Linked DNA regions of Mus musculus: regions 1 and 2 are each linked to region 3. Evidence: chromatin contacts called from public HiChIP or PLAC-seq and promoter capture Hi-C data. All regions are on one chromosome and are shown on one strand. Each heading gives the region's core, a stretch centred on a gene start, on an enhancer-like site or on the middle of the called end of the contact. The rest is flanking DNA. Distances are from core to core; before and after follow the strand shown.

The links. Promoter capture Hi-C pulls out the DNA fragments that hold promoters and counts their contacts. HiChIP or PLAC-seq counts read pairs in DNA pulled down with a chosen protein or histone mark.
Region 1: a promoter capture Hi-C map of hippocampal neurons shows a contact between it and region 3, with 9 times the contacts expected there. The contact joins the enhancer-like site here to the promoter of Slitrk3 in region 3. A contact is called at or near these places in 9 of 39 promoter capture datasets (the 3T3-L1 cell line, 3T3-L1-derived adipocytes, cranial neural crest and 5 more), 1 of 15 datasets of contacts at CTCF or cohesin (pro-B cells), 3 of 115 datasets of contacts at active chromatin or transcription factors (astrocytes, embryonic forebrain and embryonic hindbrain) and 1 of 9 other capture datasets (embryonic stem cells).
Region 2: a contact with region 3 is called in an H3K27ac HiChIP or PLAC-seq map of SST interneurons, with 11 times the contacts expected there. The contact joins the enhancer-like site here to the promoter of Slitrk3 in region 3. A contact is called at or near these places in 9 of 39 promoter capture datasets (the 3T3-L1 cell line, 3T3-L1-derived adipocytes, the C10 cell line and 5 more) and 5 of 115 datasets of contacts at active chromatin or transcription factors (SST interneurons, astrocytes, embryonic forebrain and 2 more).

The regions. Positions count from the first base shown.
Region 1 is chr3:71,728,101-71,731,315 of GRCm38.p6, reverse strand. No RefSeq gene overlaps it. Among named protein-coding and RNA genes, the nearest start is that of Gm6634, 920 kb to the right of the region's middle. Within about 2 kb of position 1,670, at least 6 of the 459 cell types and tissues checked have an H3K27ac peak or open chromatin away from gene starts, as enhancers often do. A contact at or near this core is called in hippocampal neurons, where this site is marked.
Region 2 is chr3:71,219,237-71,222,193 of GRCm38.p6, reverse strand. No RefSeq gene overlaps it. Among named protein-coding and RNA genes, the nearest start is that of Gm6634, 410 kb to the right of the region's middle. Within about 2 kb of position 1,588, at least 6 of the 459 cell types and tissues checked have an H3K27ac peak or open chromatin away from gene starts, as enhancers often do. A contact at or near this core is called in SST interneurons, where this site is marked.
Region 3 is chr3:73,056,292-73,059,214 of GRCm38.p6, reverse strand. It overlaps Slitrk3 (SLIT and NTRK-like family, member 3), which reads left to right and starts at 1,412. Exons shown (of 2, transcript NM_001357851.1): 1 at 1,412-1,667.

The DNA.
Region 1 (3,215 bases), core at 421-2,920, 1.3 Mb after region 3:
GGGAAATGCAAAGCAAAACAACTCTGAGATTTGATCCATCGGAATTGCCAAGATCAAAAACTCAAATGACAGGGTATGCTGGAAAGGCTATGTAGACTGTTTCCATTTCCAATGGGAGTGCAAACTTGTACAACCACTCTGGAAATAAACTTGGTGTTTTCCCAGAAAATTGGGAATAGTTCTACCTCAAGATGTAGCTATACTGCTCCTTAGCATACACTCAAAAGATGAACCACCATATCATAAGGACATGTGCTCCATGATGTTCATAGCAGCTTTATTTGTAATACCCAGAAACTAAAAACAACCTACATTTCCCTCAACCAATGAATAGATTTTTTAAAAAAAAGTGGTATATTTACAAAATGGAATACTACTCTGCTTGTAAAAACAAAGACATCATTCAATTTTCAGGCAAGAAAATACTATCCTAAGTGAAATAATTCAGGCTCAGAAACACATGCATGGTATATAGTCACTTGTAGGTGGATATTAGCAAAAAGTACAGGTTAAACATGCTACAATCCACTGACCCAAAGAAGCTAAATAACAGAGAGAAGCAAAATAGAGGTTTGTAGGGAGCAAACAAGGAGGAAGGGATTGGGAGGGGTTAGGATGGTGATCAAGTGTAGCAAGAGTCAGGAGAGAGGGCTGGAAGAGAAAAGGGAAATTGTTGGGGTGGCATTTCTGGAAAAAGCTGGAGACTTGGCATAGGAGAGGATCCCAGGAATCTATGAGTTAACTCTATCTGAAACTGGTTGCAGCAGAGGATAAGGAGACTTAAGTAGCCACTTCCTATAGCCATGCAAGCCCTCCAGTAGAGAGAGTGGGACATTAAACCACTCACAGAACCTTCTACTCCAAATTTTCCCTGCCTATAGGAAGTGTAGGGACAAAGAATGAGCAGAGACCGAGGGGATGGCCAAGAAATGGCTAGCCCAAATTGAGACCCATCCAATGGGCAAGAACAAATCCCTGCAACTCTCAATGATACTCTGCTATGGTTGCAGAGAGGAACCTGGCACAACTGTTCTCTGAGAGGCTTCACACAGCTGCTGACAGAAACAGATGCAGAGACCCACAGCTAAACATTAGATGGAGCCCAAGGAATCTTGTGGGAGAGTTATGGAAAAATCTAAGAGACCCAGAGGCAAGAGGCACTCTACATGAATACTTACAGAATCAACACACCTGGACCCCTGGGAGCTCCCAGAGACTAACCACTCATCAAAAAAATCATACCTGGGTTGGACTTAGGCTCTGCTGCACGTATGCAGCAGATGTGCAGCTTTGTCTTCATGCAGATCCCCTCAAAATTGGACTCTATTGCCTACCTGTTGACTTTGTTCCCCTAACTGTGCTGCCTTGTTTGACTTCAGTTGGAGAGGATGTGCCCAGTGACTTGTTGTGCCAGAGTTAGGTGGTAATCAGGGCTTACCTCACAATTCTCAGAAAAATGAATAAGGGAATAGGGGACAACCTTAGTGAGGAAGATACTGGAAGGAAAGGGGAAGCCTCAGTTGGGATTTTAAACAAATAAGTAAGTAAGTAAACAAGTGGAAAAAAAGAATACAGCATTTGGTATTCACTGCAAAATTGTACTAGAGCTCTGTTATTGAACCAAATGGTATTAATTTCATTACTAACAATGGACCAAATGGATGAGGATTTTATGATATTATAATAAGTTGTAGCATTTCTATTTCAGTGTTATTGTGGTGATGTACTACAGAATATGTTAATTGATTTTAGTTCTACAATTCTAATCACATCTATGTATTAGAAAAAATGTTTCTTTTACACATATTTATAAAATTTTCCATGTAATTCTTGAATTATACCTTTTATACAATTTAAGATACCTTATTCTTCTGAGAGTATCTATGATAAACTTCATATGGTCATCATTCAAATGTACATATCATTTTTATGAATATGATCAATGAACAGATTTTCATTTTAAAAGTGTATCACAATTATTTTCCAATAATACTTCAAATTTATCCCTTATATTTTCTTCAATTCATTATATTCTCATTCTTTTTCCAATATTTTATGCATTTTTAAATGGTTTTATAGCAGCTCATCTTCAGTTCTTTTCAAATCCTAAGGTATCAGTAATATATCATTTCACATCACAAATCCAACTAAGCATCATGTGTCAAAATATACTAATTTGCAAAGGACACATTGTTTTTAATTACACATGTTGTTTTCTTCAGGAAAAGACAGAGAAAATTTAACATGTCAGATGGTCGGTGGGTGTATTGCAGGTCGGCCCAGATGATCTTGGAAAAATAAATGCTGAGAAGAGAAATTTGGAATATGTTGACAGTGGGCTGGGTTGTTTAGTAGAAAATTTAAAAAGTAAAAGCTCATAGAGGCAGTAATTATATTCTAATATAATGGACACCAAATATTGTTTCTGATCAATGTACTATTATTGATTTTAAAGGGATAATTGAACTACATACTTTCATATATCTAGTTAATCTGTTTACTACATATTTAAATTTGTGTATGATTAATATCTAAGAGGCTAGATATCTCAGCAACTTCAATTTGGCTCTGAAAACTAGAAATACAGAAGGCAGTTGTACTGGCTAGTTTTGTGTCAACTTGACACAGCTGGAGTTATCACAGAGAAAGGAGCTTCAGTTGAGGAGATGCCGCCATGAGATCCAGCTGTATGGCATTTTCTCAATTAGTGATCAAGGGGGAAAGACCCCTTGTGGATGGGACCATCTCTGGGCTGGTATTATTGGTTCTATAAGAGAACAGGCTGAGCAAGCCAAGGGAAGCAAGCCAGTAAGGAACATCCATCCCTCCATGGCCTCTGCATCAGCTCCTGCTTTCTGACCTGCTTCATTTCCAGTCCTGACTTCCTTGGTGGTGAACAGCAGTATGGAAGTGTAAGCCAATTAAACCCTTTTCTCTCCAACCTACTTCTTGGTCATGATGTTTGTTCAGGAATAGAAATCCTGACTAAGACATCAGTATTCAATATGAAGAATCTTGTTTCTTCTGCCAGTACAGACATGACATAGTACTAGCAGCAGCAGCTTAGATGCAGGAACCAGCAAGGAGCAAATAAGGGAAAGCCAGCAACAATTTTCCCTATGCCTTCTTGTTTCAGGCAAGCATAAGGTGCTAGTTATTACATGGAAAAAACTCTTCCTCAGTTAATTTTTGGAGAGAAAACCCTCTTTGGCCAC
Region 2 (2,957 bases), core at 339-2,838, 1.8 Mb after region 3:
AATTTGATCCAAAGACATTGTATGTGTGTATGAAATTCTCATGCAAACCCACAGTTATAAAAATTTAAAAACCATATAGCTTTTAAACTACTTGGTCAGCTTGCTTTATGCCACTGTAATGCAATGTCTTATAATTATCTAAAGGTGAAAGTGTACATTTTAATTTGAAATTGATAGATAATATAGGAAATTGTCATTGCTTGTGTTCATTGAGAGCATTTGGTAGGATATAAATGCAATTTTTACTGGTGAAGGAATGAAAAGCATCAAACCCGAGCATGAGACATATTGAAAAGGAAAAATAAATGAAGCAATACAAATGAAAGACACATATTTTTTTCTAATTGATTTGAGAGGAATATAAGCCAGAAAATTGAATAGACTATTAAAAAATTAATATTTTATACAGAAGAGAATGTGTCCATATTAATATCACAACAAGATTAAGTATGAAAATAAGTCATCTCTATTTGCTGTGCTAGAGGTGAAAATCAAGTCTTGAAGGTGGGCAAAAACTATCTCTGAGCCACATACCATTGCATTTAATCAACCCTTATTGATTGGTCTGGATTATATCTGAGATCCATGAGATATACATATTTATCTATATTATTAAATAGTTTGGCAAAAGTGTACAAAATTTTGTCTGTAACACATTCCTGCTTAATACATGTTAGACCCATGCTTAGACCCATGTTCTGGGGTACCAGAAAAAGCACCACTAAAGGCAGTCATAAAGCTAAAATTGGGATGGAAGAGAATAATATCCTTGTAAGAACACACACACACACACACACACAAATTTTGTAGCATCGATAAGCTGAGAAGAGAGAGATATAACAAAGGTGAAGCATGAAAATTCCTTACTGATTTTAGTCATAAACCACCTAATAACTAGTATTCTGCAAATTTAAGAATATATTCTGACTCAAGGGATTCTATGGATTGTTAGAATGATCTACTCTAACACCAAAGGACTGAGAAAATCATTTTATAGGATTCCAATGGAATCTAAAACCAAATTCCTTGCTTATGTAAAAATTCAGAATCCGGTTTGCATTTTAATCACCCTCTGTCCCCCATACAGCATCCATAATGAAAGATGATTACACAGTAACTTCTATTGCAGCTGGGAATAAGATTTTGTTCTCTTTTTTATTTCAAAACAGCTTTTATTTTCATGACATTTCAGATAGAGCAGATGGTCTCAGAAGTTAAATTTGACCATGAATACTACATTAGCTTTCATGTTACTAGGGAAAGAAGATTACAAACACGAACTTCCCTTTAAAATATCTCCTTCATTTTACTTTTATACCATATGTATATGTTTTCATTTGGAAGAACGTATTTGGCAAATATGGTTGATTCTGTTTTATAACTCAATACTGCTTCATTTTATATCTGACCATTCAGATTCAAACAAGTATGAATCTCGAGTCTCATCAATATGCAGTAGGGCATTACAATCATATTATCAGAACAGAAAGAAAAGGAAAAGTTTTCTTGTTGTTTGCCAACTCAAGGATCACTATAAGCAGATGTTCTGTTCTTCAGATGCTAAGAAAATTAGCATTTATGTAGGAGGTCTGCATACTGCTGAAATATCCTCCAGTCATTGGAAAAGAAGACTCAGCATGACAGTGAGCTATGAGAAAGCAAACATTATAAAATGTTGCTATCACAACTGCCTGACTTGCATTATCTTAACACATAATCCAGAGCGCTAGTGCCAGAAATCTCTTTATCTCAGAGAGATACGGGTTTAACTCCAAGTGTCTTATCTTGCCAATGGTGAGAATGACAGGAAAAAAAAAATGAAGGAAAAAATGAGGAACAGTTGTGAAAAACTTGAGAAATTTCAAAATAAAGTAAATATTTTTAAAATGCACAATATTATATTATGTTCTTAGCAATTTAAAATTTAATTTTGCCTCAGTAATTAAATACTATCACATATCTATTTTGATGCAATATTTTACTTACTTAAATATTCCCCAGAATGATCCCATCAAAGGACATATTGAAGGAATAGTAGAACTCTAGCCCCTGTCTGTGAGTGTCTCCTAGATGACTGTAACTTAACAAGTTACTCAGTCTCAGTCAGCCACAGTGTGGAACAAACTAAACTCTCAAAGACTGTGTGCTTATCATAAAGAGACCAGTTTTGAAAATCTTGGATGCAAAATCAATTAGGACTTCAATGTGTCTACAACTGTCCTTTTCTTACATATAAGAATCTAACCTTATTGATGTTATTTCTTTAAATGATCACATTACAACAAAGACATAGCTTAAAAATCAGAACCTAACCACTGATGCACAGTTATAAATTGTATGAAAGCTAGCATAAAGCATTACTGTAACCAATTCAAAGATCCTTCAGCACTCACTCAAAACATAGCAAGTCTATTGTGCTTCTCCCTCCTGTCCTCGGCTTACTTTTTCTTGACTCACAAGGGAGAAAAAATTATGAAGCTGGAGAATAAAGGTAACTTTATCTTATGTCATAGGTGCATTCAGACATTAATAACAGAAATCACACACACACACCAAATAATGTCAGAACTGTCTAAAAATGAGCCCTTCTCTAATATTAACCACAGTTTGCTCTTGTCAGGAAGTGACAAACCTTCATTTTCACTCTCTAATGTATGCAACATTACTGAACATATCAAGAAAAGTAATATAAATTCCTCAGGAAAAAATAAATTCTAATTCCAGGTGTGACCTCTTCATTTTACAACTTTCTGTCAAATTATCTCTTAAGTATCTAGCTAACATTGAATATGTAAATGGTTTAACTGCTCTACTTCCCAACAACTATACATGAGCAATCATGATTGTCTTTTATCTTAGTTTAAAAAAATCCCCTTTGCAAATTTATCTACTAAATATAAACCTCCAACATTTAAGGGTCTTACACATATCAAAATTTATGTCATGCTCTAAAGATA
Region 3 (2,923 bases), core at 163-2,662:
TGTCATGGTGCTTTGGTCATGTTCTGGGTCACTGGAGATACTTTATTAATCATCTTAAAGGACACTGAGTATTTTGAAGAACAAACTGAAACATTTTAAGTATGACATTCTAAATCCCCACTTCACAGAATACCAAAGTGGTTACCATTCTGAATCAACTATGTTTGTGTGCCTATGTGTTACATAAAACTGAACAGGGCCATCTTTCTGGGCCTGACCAATTCTATTCTCTCCTTTATAATGATAATAATATGGGCCCTAGACTGTGATTAAATATGCCTATACAGCAGACAAATGAACAAAACCTCATAAAAGAAGGGGCAACGTATCTCCATGCCCCTCTCATAAAGATTGTCATGAACAATTTAAAAGCCCTGTGTCTTTTCAAGAGATAAGCTGGAGTTCCTTGAAAAACTTCTGAAAATATGGTCCAGTTGATGTGTTATGCTTACAATGATAATACATACATAATTTCACTTGTCTTGGGCAATTCGATGTTTTCACATCTAAAAGGAATAGTGAGAGTCACAGAGATGTCTCCCACGGAACTCCCCCTATCTCTCATGTTTGGGAGTTCGTGGGAATGCCACCCTTTCTCCAAGACAGTTGGCTAATGAACAGGATCTATTAAAAAGAACTGCGTTGGTTTGCCCTGCAGATTGGATGGAGGAACATTGAGCAACTGCATTAACAAGACTGCAGTGGAGGCAGTCAGTGGTCCCCTGGATCATGGAGCACTTTCATGAGTGCAAGCATCTTCCTAATGTCCTCATCTCATTTGTCACCAATTGGTATCTGACTCCTCTCCCTCAAATCTCCACCCCCTTCCAACCATGCTACAGTCTCATCACCACCCCCCTCAAACCCCCACGTTAGCAAGTAAAAAGAGATGAGGAAATGTTAGTACTTTCAGTTTGTCACCTATGTTGGCGGTTTCTACAAACCACTTGGAATGGCTCCTGGTAAGCATTCAGTGATGTTGCCCCCGATACAGTTCACATGCTCTTAATTTGATCATCTCCCCCCACCCCATCCCCTTTAGTTTGAGCTGTAATTTTCCAAACAGCCATCTCTCATTTGCAAAAGTTAGAAATCAATCCACCGATACAGAATGCTGACTTCCTGACAGGATCTCTCTTAGTGGAGCTGGCAAATTGTGACCAATAAATAGAAAACGGAGAGGGTGGGAGGGAGGGAGGGAGGGAGAGAGAGAGAGAGAGAGAGAGAGAGAGAGAGAGAGAGAGAGAGAGAGAGAGAGAGAGAGAAGAGGAGAGAGGAGAGAGAGAGGAGAGAGAGAGGAGAGAAGAGAGGAGAGAGAGGAGAGAGAGAGAGAGAGAGAGAGAGAGAGAGAGAGAGAGAGAGAGAGAGAGAGAGAGAGAGAGAGAGAGAGAATCACTTGCTTCCTAAGCAGGGATTTGCCTGCGATGCGCGGCGAGAGGACTGCGGCGGCTGATTTACACAGTTGGCGCGGAGGAGGGGCCGGGGGTGCGGGGGGACAAGCTGGCGGAGGCTCCAGCGATGGGCTGATCTGGGGGCTCCGGAGCGCCGCTCCCTCGGTGCGCGATTTGGGGGCGGCTGGTGGCTTTGCATTCGGGTTCCAGCCCTGCGTTTTCTGTATTGCCTTCTAGTCCCTGACCTGGCGCTCCCAGTTTAGAGGCAGACGTTCGGTAAGTAACGTGTAATCTGATTTTAGTTATTTCCTAGGCCATCAAAGCGGTACTTTTAAAGCAGGTCAGTCTTTAAAAGATGCGGTCGCCGCCACTGTCGCCGCCGCCGGGAGCGTCTCCTTGGCCTGGAACGCTCGCCCCCCTCCTCTGCCCACCGCTCCCTGTCCTCTGGCTGAAGAAGTGAAGGCGCTCCAATGGTGGGCTGTCAGGGGATTCACAACCCGCCAACGGGATCACATCGCCTTCGTGTTCTGCCTGAGATTTCCCAACGCCAAGTGCAATGTGGTGTGTACAGCCATACTGTTGTATCTGTGTCCTCACCCCCACCCCCCACCCCCCACCCCGCCACCTGACCAATGCTGGGATCTGAGATCTAGTCGCCCCCTTCCTGCCTTCTTTCTGTCTCTCCCCACCCTGTCTTCTCTCATCTCCATGCCACCCACCCCCACTCCCACCCATCCAAAGGGCAAAGAGCAAAGACACTCGGGAAAGCCAAGGGCTAGCTCTATCTCCTCGAGTAGACCGAGGCCGCAGGCAGGGATTGCGCTGTGAGAGAGACAAGCTTTCAGCGAGATACAGATAAAGAGAAATGCAGAAAGGGACCCGGGCTCTCGGGAACCGGGGCGCTTGCCACTGAAGGAAGAGCATCAAGATCTTTGATCAGGCCATCCAGGTCCTGGGACACTTGCACAGCCTGCCTGCCATCCGGAGCAAGCACAGAGAGCAGTGGTCCTGAGCCCACGGTCGCCAGCTTCACCGCGCTAGGTGCGCGCTCGGCTCTCCCATCGCTATGCAGCGACCATTTCCCTCTAAGTCTAAAGGTGGACCACTCTGAAAGGATTACAAGCGTGATTTGGTAGCCTTTCTGAAAGTTGGTGGCTGGAAGAGGGGAAGATACTGGGCGACAGAATGACGGATACAATGCAGCCTCGCGGAGAGTTTGCCCCTCCCGCTGAGAAGCCCCTTGGAGCGAACCTCGGAGATCCTGAGCGCTCTGCACCATAGGTACTCATCGACATCCGTTCCTACTTTGCCTGATTGCAATCAGTGTATGTCTTATGTAGGATATGTACTGTAGAACGCATTGACTTTGGCTGCTGGATCTTCTATACACTCACAGGTGCTAGGATTTTTTAAAAATTATATATATATATATATATATATATATATATATATATAATTTTAAGAATTGGATTCAATAGATGTAAGGACGTTGATGAAAGAAGGGCTTCTGGAGACTAATATAACCTCAAACC